3 separate regions of the Mus musculus genome follow, and regions 2 and 3 are each linked to region 1. Evidence: chromatin contacts called from public Hi-C and HiChIP or PLAC-seq data. All regions are on one chromosome and are shown on one strand. The core of a region is the stretch at or near the end of the contact, and the rest is flanking DNA. Distances in the headings are between cores, read along the strand shown.

Region 1 (2,700 bases), core at 19-2,518:
ATCAGGGTGGGGGCCCTGCCAGGACAATTCTTCTCTGCGGGGGCTCCAAAAAAAAAGCCACCCCTACAGGCTAAGAGGAAAGGCTGGAAGCAGGTGTCAGGACAGCTGCTGGGCCTTGGAAGTCCTCAAAGTCCTCACCTGCCAACCTTTCCTTGGAATTAGGGCAGTCCTACTACTGTGTCTTGTAAGCCCAGCCAGCTCACCCCAAGCAGCAGGCTGGCAGGGACAGGGTTAAGAGCATGGTGCCTCCCCCGTTCCTTTGAAATGGCTCCCTGGTTCCGGAATGACTCTGGCTTCCCCTCTTAATCTGTATTTTACGAGTGAGAAGCTTTGCATTATGCAAATCGTTAGATAGGAACAGGTGACATTTCAGCAAAGAACATGAGCAGGCGGCGGGCCGGCCGGGCGGGCTGCTGATTTAGACATTAGTATTTGTCACTGGGGTGGAGGGGGCGGCGGGACTCGGCCGCAGGGGGCTCCTTGCACCTTAAGGTGGAAATCTCAATTGGGGTAGGCCCTGAGCTGTGCTCCAGCAGCTCTCCTCTCACGGGGAGCAGGGAATAGTATCTGCACCCACAGCCCCCCAACACACACACACACACACACACACACACCAACATCTCCTGGAACTCATGGCACCTGTGGGCAGCGTCAGAACGGCCCCATTGTGCTGATTAAGGAAGCCGAGGCTGAGCAGGGTTAGGCAAGCCAAAGAGGGTCTACCCCACACAGTACCGTCCCGGTCCTAGCTGTAACACCCCCTGCTTTTGCACATCCTACCCCACCGCTGCCACCTCCCAACCTCACGGTTGGCGCTGGGCGCTTTCCTGGTCAAGCCTGTGTGGCGGCCATCCATCATCCCAGCCTCAGAGGCAACCACCGTCCGTTTCCTGGGAAGTTGCTAGAGAGGAAATGGACGGAACGCGAGGCCACTGCACTTCACAGCTTGTCTTTCAATTTTCTAGCTGCCTGCCGCTGCCCGTGCTCGCTAGCCATGCTCGCCCTTGCTCCTGAACGCCACTGAGCTCGGATGGGAATTAAAACAAATGCGGTGCTCCACCACTCTCAGGCCTCCAGGGGCCAGGCGCTCGCGACCGCCAAGATAAATTTCCTTCTGGAGACCCGAAAAGCTAGGACTACTACCACACTTGCAGGGTGGAAACTCACCTCAAACCGCAGTGTTGTTCCCAGATCGCCGCTGCTCCCATGTAGGCCACAGACAGCAGGAGGCTGACCTCCTTAGTCTCCTCATTAGCTGTTTGAACCCTGAGTCTGGGTGACCTCTGCTGACCTCAGATTCCTCTAGTTCAGACCGGTTGACACAGCAAATGGTCTTAAGGGAGCAGGAGCTGGAGAGATCAGGATTGGAAAACCAAGCTGGAACCACAGTGTGTACTGCAGGCCCTTAGTAGCCGTGGGGTGGGACAGTGACATCTAAATGACAATTAGAGAGATTTGCCACCATTAGCAAGACAATCTGAAAACATCCAGGTCCTATTAGGAAGCAGGAATGCCTAGTAATCAGGGTGAGAGTATTCAGGAAGTGAGGGGCCCTCTCTGGTGGCCTGACTCTAGTCTCTGGACCAAGGGACAGAATTGAGGATGAAGAGGTCAGACCAAGATGAAACAGAGGCCATGAGTGCAACAACCCTACCCCACCCCACCCCTGAATAGCTTCAGGCATTTGCTTAAGTGTTTGAAACAGACTCCATCTTGATTCTGCTGGCTTTCACAACAGGGTAGGGCCAAAGATTGTGCGGTCCTTTCCATCTCCGAGGAAAGACCACCTCCTGAGGTGGCTAAGGTAACTCCATGAAGCCTGGTGGATCTCCCTGAACCTTCGGGCCCCACACCCTGCTTCCCAGTGAGGTGTCTGCCAGCTTCCTGTCTTCTGAACCATTTCCGGGAGACACAGGGGCATGGAGATTAAGGCCAGAACCCAGGAAAGGCACGGCCATAACTTCTTCCAGAGCCTCTGCATGTCTAGTCCTCTTTATGCACTTGACTGCACGGAGCCTCCCTCCCTCACCCAGCCTGAGGGGCCCACTCGAGGTGAGACCTGATTCCAGCTACCCTGACTCTCAGAACTCTATCTCCACGCCAGAAGGTTCCTGCCACAGAACCTAATCTCAGCCCCTTTCCCCCCATGTGGATTGTGGCTCTGTGGGCCACACACTTTGCTTTCTGGCTGGATGAGTGAGGTGTCTTTGTACAACTGCAGAGCTCGTGACTCCTCAGGCCCCTAGAGCACAGCAGCTCTTCTCAGCAGAGGGTGAGAGCAAGGAGGGTCAGGCCTAAGATACCTGCAGCTATCTACCACTCAACCACAAACATAGGTACCAGGGAGCCAAGGCCACCGAAGTGGGAGAGATGGGTGGGTGACATCCCACTAGAAGCTCTGCATTAGGCTAGGCTCAAGGTCACCTTCGAAGGCTAGCAGAGAAACAGGTAGCATCAGCCCTGCCTAATACATGGGGTAGGACACTGCCGGGTGGGCTCTCCTCTGAGTCAGAAAGGAGCGAACAATTTTTGGCCCTGCCTCAAGGATTTCCCACCTCTGGGCATGTTCCTGCTTCACTTCCTGTCATCTATAGAAGGTTTCCAATCTGCCCTTGTGTACTGCTTCTCCATCCCACCACCTTCCATCCAGCCCTGTCCGCTACAGAACAGTACCCCACAGAAGATACGGCCTTAATAGCT
Region 2 (2,700 bases), core at 70-2,569, 100 kb before region 1:
ACCCCTTGGCGGAGAGAGGGGTCCAACTGCAGCCTGCATGGCCTGCCCTTCCTCTCTCTAGGAACGGAAGGTCAATGCAACCGCGTTGGTAGAGCTGGCGGCCCCAGTCCAGTTCTCCCTGAGCGTTCTGGTCCATGAGAGGCGCAGGGGCCAAGAAGTTAGAGGAGGACGGGGGAGGGGCACAAAAAGCAATCAGGAGCTGGTCGAATGCAATTCGCGATCAATAGCGGCCCCTAATAAGTGTAATAGGTTTTAATCGAGTAATTATCCGAATTTTGACCCTATAATTTAGATGTTCGGGGGGAGTTTGCAAGGTGCTTGAAAGAGATATGCATGCGCCGTAATGGGATATCGACCGCAAAGGGGGCGCGGGCCGCCCCATTACCGGCCGCTTTCCGCCGCTAAGCACATTTCCCTTTAACTGTAATCGAAGGGATTTAATTGTTTTTCCAGAGATAACCAGCGTTTTGTCACAATTAGTCTGATTTGTCCAAAGGGGGAGGGCCGGGAAGGCCACGGTGGGGGTGGGTAAGTCACCAAGTCAGTCGCCGCATGTCCCTTTGCCTCCAGCACCAACTACCCTCCAACACCAAAGATTGACTAGATGAATCCTGGACCGTAGTCGCAACCCCAAGGCCCCAGATTTGGCCCAACAGAACCTTTCCAGAAGCGTGCAGCAGTGAGGGCCCTAGAGTCCGGGTCGGGAGGAGGCCACGGATGCTTGGGGCGGACCCCGCGCTCTGCGAACTTTCCACAGAGCCCGGCGGCGCTTGGGTCAGGCCCAGCTCGCCGGGAGCATAAACATTCCGGAGCAGTCGGTGTCCTCGCCCCTATCACCAACCCCTTATACTCACTTGTAGGCTCAGCTCCCGCGGCCGCTGCGACTCCTGTGGCGGCGGAGAGGGCTCGGCGTTCTAGCTCTGCGCGCGGCGAACGTCCGGAGGCAGCGGGGACCGCGACGCACGCGGCCGGGGCGCATGGGGCACACGTAGCGGGCACCACAGGGCCCAGTAGCACGCAGCGGCGTCTCCTACTGTTGAACTTGTTGGGATCTAGGATGTCCAACACGGAGAAGGAGGTGGGGCGCGGGGGCGCGGCGGGCCGGGCCGCTCCAGCCCCCTCTGGCACCGCGGGAACAGTGTCGCTGGCCGCGAGCGGTGGCACTCCAGCCCGGGGAAAGATGGGCAGCTCAGCTCGTCCGTCCATAGTGTCCCGAGCTGTAGCCGCAGGAGCCGGCGGTGCGGGCCCCGAGCCGGGCCCGGGCGGTGGCGGTGGCAGCGCGGGGACGTCCCCGGGTGCCGCCGGGCCGCTGGTACTCATGCGGGCCTCGGGCCGCTCAGGCGGCTCGGGCCCCCGCTACCTACTGGGATCCCATCCCTGCGCCCCGCAAAATCAGCCTCAGCCCAGCTGTTCCCGCTCTGCTGGTGCTGCCTGGCCTTGCCTCCGCCACCGCTTCAGGCGCCCGCCGCGCCGGGCCAGTGCATTTATGGCGGCCCCGCCGGAGGCGCCCACGCGCCCACACGCCGCACACACGTGCGCCCGCAGGCGGCCGCAGGGTTCCGCTTCCCTCGTTAGCGCTCACGCCTAATTGGCTGCGAACGGTCCCAAGCGGAGTAGGCGGGCCCGGTACGGGACTCACGGACTGAGCCGCAGAGACGGACAGACAGACGCCCTGCCCGGAGCCAGAGCACAGTCCACTGGAGGCTGGGGTGCTCAGCACCGTGCCGCTGCGCCTCCGCGGGGCTGGAAACTGCGTGCCCGCCTCCTTGGCGAAGGGGGAGGAGACAGTCGCCTTTTAAATAATTGCGGGATCAGTTGGCTGTGGAGGGCTGCAGAGGCCCCAGGACGTGGGAACCCACGCGCCCCGAGTTGGCCTGGACATCCCAGCTCAGGGTACCGCTAAGGCAGGTCTCTCCTGCTGCCGTGGCACGCGGGGTTCTGGGCTATCCTGGCACCAGGGGCTCTCGCGCCTTCCGCTGCTAGGACGGAAAGGGAGAGAGGGGTTCTTGCGGGTTCTGAGTCTCTCCAGGGTCTTCAGCCCCTTGTGGGGCGTGTTCCCAGAGTTTCGGTTTCCGCTGCCCTCGATTGCTGTTTTTCCGCGTCTGGAGCAATCTGGTCAGAATCTCTGTCCCTCCATCCTCACTGGCTTTGACTCCCGCCCCCTTGGCTGGATCAAATTAGGGACGACTCGAAATCCCCCGCAAGAGGCGGGGCTGGCGCCCGCGAGTGACGCTCATTAGAAGTGGAATCGAAATGAGTAGGGCTAGACGGCCGTCCTAGTCCCCGCCCCCCCCCCAAAGGGTGACCGAAAAATCGCACAAATAGCAGGTGGCCTACATAAAGATCGATACCCTTCATGTAACGGGAAAATATGTGTTTCTTCCAGAAATAATACGGAAACTGTCCTCTTCCCCATCCCTAACAAATCAGAAGGGCCGTTTGAGGCCTGAGCGTTTGTGCACCGTCTTGTCCAGTCTGGAGATTTACAGGACAGTCTCGGCGGACGACCTCGGAAGGTCGAGCCCGGCTTTGGAGGATGAGGGTCAGGTAGCCGATGCTTCGCTTCCTAGTTTTCCTCCTCCTCTCGCTCAGGCCAATGAGCTGACCCGCCTCTGAAGGACCCAGGTGGGACCCGGCGATGGAACTGGCGTGCCCAGAGTGTGAGTGTGTGCGCCTACGACGTGTGCTCCAGCGGGTATG
Region 3 (2,700 bases), core at 129-2,628, 120 kb after region 1:
CCCCATGCTTATCTTATCCTCCCTTCTAGTCAGCCATCTAGCAAACACCATAGCCCATAAAAGAAGGTATGGTCAAAATTTCTGAGATCGCTTTTCTCATCAATCACTACACAAAGGTCCCCAAAGAGAGCACTTCCCTGAAGAGTTCACATCACCAGCTTACTCTTAAGGCACTCCTGGTCTCTCTGAATTACTATTTCACTTGCTAGCCCGCCTCCATCAGGCTACCAAGGGACCTCACTGACTTAAGCACAATGCCTCAGGGAAAAAAATCTAAACACCGTGGCAAAAGCTTATCAAATGGAAGGACCCAACTACAAGTATGAATAATCTAGGACTCAATTTTGGTTTGTATCTCGCTTTCACTCAGGTAATAAAACCTAATTTCTCGCCCCAATACACATACACACACACACACACACACACACACTCACTCTCTCTCTCCCCCCCACCCCCGCCCCGGAAGCAGGGGAGGGTTGGAGGTCGAAACATTTTAACAAGATGTTCATAGTAGTAGTCCTTGACATTACTGACATTATGAGTGAAAAATATAAAGGCTGACCCACTCCGGATAAAACCAGTTTTGCTGCCACCTATCAGTCGCTGGTAAGATGCTTCTAACACTGAGCAAAACTGAAGAGAATCTCCAGAGTAAGCTAATCTACTCCACCAGCTTCGAAAACCCGAGTGCCACGGGATGAGGGTCCCCTTGGCCCGTCTCCAAACCCCCCGAGTGACCAACCCGTTTCCAAGGAGTCGGGACCCACCTTTCAGGTCGGTGGTCCGCAGTCTGGAGCTCGCCTTCCTCGGAGTCCTCGGGCTTCCGGTCCCTTCCGTCCGCTCTGCGCTTCCGTCCGAGACTCCATCTCGCAGGGGACCGCGGGCTGAGGACACAGACTGCGGTCAGTGGGCGGGGCCCCCAAGCACCGATGGTTCAGGGAACCCTTAGCTTACAGACGGCGAGAAGTCGAGGACTCGTAGACCGCATGACCCGCTTACCTCGCACCACCGTCGCGGCGACTCCCATAACCGGGTGGGCTTCTAGGTCTGCAGGCCATGGCGGCAGAAGTCTGAAGGGCAGCTCGGCGGCAAGCACTTCACTCGGCAACAGCACTGACGAGGTCTGAGCTCGCCTTGCCCAACCGCCCTTAAGTGCGCAGCGGCCCCGCCCCTCGGTAACTCCCGCGCGCGCGCGGCGAAGGGCGAAACCATGAGACGCGCACCTGCAGGGGAGTCCCTCTCAGCTCTGCGCGCCCGCCTGACGGACCCGGCTCCAACCCAAGCCTTGGGATTGCGGGCAGTCGCTAAACTACAACGCCTAATGCGGCCGTCCGAAGGGCGGGAGAAATGGAACAGCCCGACTAAGGCGGAAAGGAACTGGCGACCTCCCCCAGCCCCCACGGCCTTCCAGGAGGCTGGCGCTGTAGCAGCTGGGCCTCTGATTGGTTGCCCCTTCGCGGGCCCGAGGGATATTGGCGGGAGATTGGGCAGTGCGCGCCACTGCCTCTCAAAGTCAGGAGGTGTGGCCACGGCGAGGGCCGGCCCACCGAGATGCAGTCCAAGATCCCGACCGGCCCCTCCTACCCACCGCCACAGTAAGGCGGGAGAGCCCGCCTCTAGCTTATACCCATAGCTTTAAAACCGTACAAGCCATCCATTAACAGCCAAATAACTTAGTGGCCTCTTTTTCCCCGCAAGGCCATCTGCCCTGCCTCTGGTGCTTGAGTCTCCAGCACGCAGGCCAGGCCCCTGCAGATCCCACCTGTCCTATGTGGGCAATCATGACCCTTCCCTTAAGAGTGGATCTGGCCCAGAGCAGCGTGAGAGGGTGGGATGGTGGTAACTATGTGGAGCCATCTAAGGGCTTGTCCTTCTGAACGTACCAAGCACTGACACTGGTTTCTTATACGACTTTCTGATCTGTGACTATATTCATCTGACTTTCCCAACATCCTGCAGCCACTATGTAAAATACTGCAAAAGTTTGGTTTTACTACCAGGTTAAACAAAATGAAGTACATCACTTGAAAAGGAACACTTTATTAAATACTGTATCATTTAACTACATTTACATTTATTTGTATAAAATTAACTCTTCTGTGGTTAAAAATAACTTCAAACCACTTGGCCTCTGCTAGGCAGACAGCCCTTGAAACTGGCTGTCTCCTGGTCATACTTCAGGGACAGGCAGAACTGAGTTTGCTCTGGTAGCAAATCCCTGGGGTTAGGTGCAGTGTTGGCTGGATAAGGGGCTAGCTTGGTCTGCTACTACTGCTTTCAACAACTAAATGTAAGTGCTTCAGGACAAGTTGAAGGAGAGGTCATCCCTCTAGCAGCTACACTTTGTGTCAGAGATGGAGAGTAAAGAGCAACCTCTTCCCCACCCATCTGTACCATAGATAAGTGAGTACATCTATGTATATGTGCGTCCATCAGAACCTTAACCACTGAGGTATCCTCTCCTGATCCAAGCACCCCACAGGGGCTTGGCTAACCCTGTGCTACACCCCTGATGGGTTTCTTTCTGGATAGTCCTGTGGCTCTCTGGTCCTTGGCTCCCTAAAACCCTTTCCTAGGGTTAGGAGTATGAGCTTTTGGTCTCCCCTGGACTAGAGAAGCAGGACAAGACAACAAAAGCATTGTGGACCCTCTAAAGCATATGCAACCCTCGTGAGGAACTTGGGAAAGTACTCTGTCATA

Evidence for each region. A called contact is a pair of places that touch in the nucleus more often than the background predicts. HiChIP or PLAC-seq counts read pairs in DNA pulled down with a chosen protein or histone mark.
Region 2: a Hi-C map of embryonic stem cells shows a contact between it and region 1, with 1.6 times the contacts expected there. The contact joins the promoter of Nkx1-1 here to the enhancer-like site in region 1. A contact is called at or near these places in 3 of 39 promoter capture datasets (the 3T3-L1 cell line, the HPC-7 cell line and second pharyngeal arch cranial neural crest), 2 of 15 datasets of contacts at CTCF or cohesin (the G1E-ER4 cell line and large pre-B cells), 13 of 484 Hi-C or Micro-C datasets (B cells, CD8 T cells, embryonic stem cells and 2 more), 9 of 115 datasets of contacts at active chromatin or transcription factors (embryonic basal ganglia, embryonic hindbrain, embryonic stem cells and 2 more) and 1 of 9 other capture datasets (adipose tissue).
Region 3: an H3K27ac HiChIP or PLAC-seq map of embryonic stem cells shows a contact between it and region 1, with 11 read pairs. The contact joins the promoter of Slbp here to the enhancer-like site in region 1. A contact is called at or near these places in 6 of 484 Hi-C or Micro-C datasets (CD8 T cells, the N1E-115 cell line, embryonic stem cells and 3 more), 6 of 115 datasets of contacts at active chromatin or transcription factors (the SCID.adh cell line, effector CD8 T cells, embryonic stem cells and 1 more) and 1 of 9 other capture datasets (adipose tissue).

The regions. Positions count from the first base shown.
Region 1 is chr5:33,534,248-33,536,947 of GRCm38.p6, forward strand. No RefSeq gene overlaps it. Among named protein-coding and RNA genes, the nearest start is that of Fam53a, 94 kb to the right of the region's middle. Within about 2 kb of position 1,269, at least 37 of the 459 cell types and tissues checked have an H3K27ac peak or open chromatin away from gene starts, as enhancers often do. A contact at or near this core is called in embryonic stem cells, where this site is marked.
Region 2 is chr5:33,432,771-33,435,470 of GRCm38.p6, forward strand. It overlaps Nkx1-1 (NK1 homeobox 1), which reads right to left and starts at 1,320. Exons shown (of 2, transcript NM_011320.1): 1 at 855-1,320. The coding sequence starts at 1,320.
Region 3 is chr5:33,651,196-33,653,895 of GRCm38.p6, forward strand. Slbp (stem-loop binding protein) reads right to left here and starts at 1,379. Exons shown (of 8, transcript NM_009193.2): 1 at 1,000-1,379; 2 at 768-884. The coding sequence starts at 1,058. Tmem129 (transmembrane protein 129) reads right to left here. Exons shown (of 4, transcript NM_026698.3): 4 at 2,021-2,700.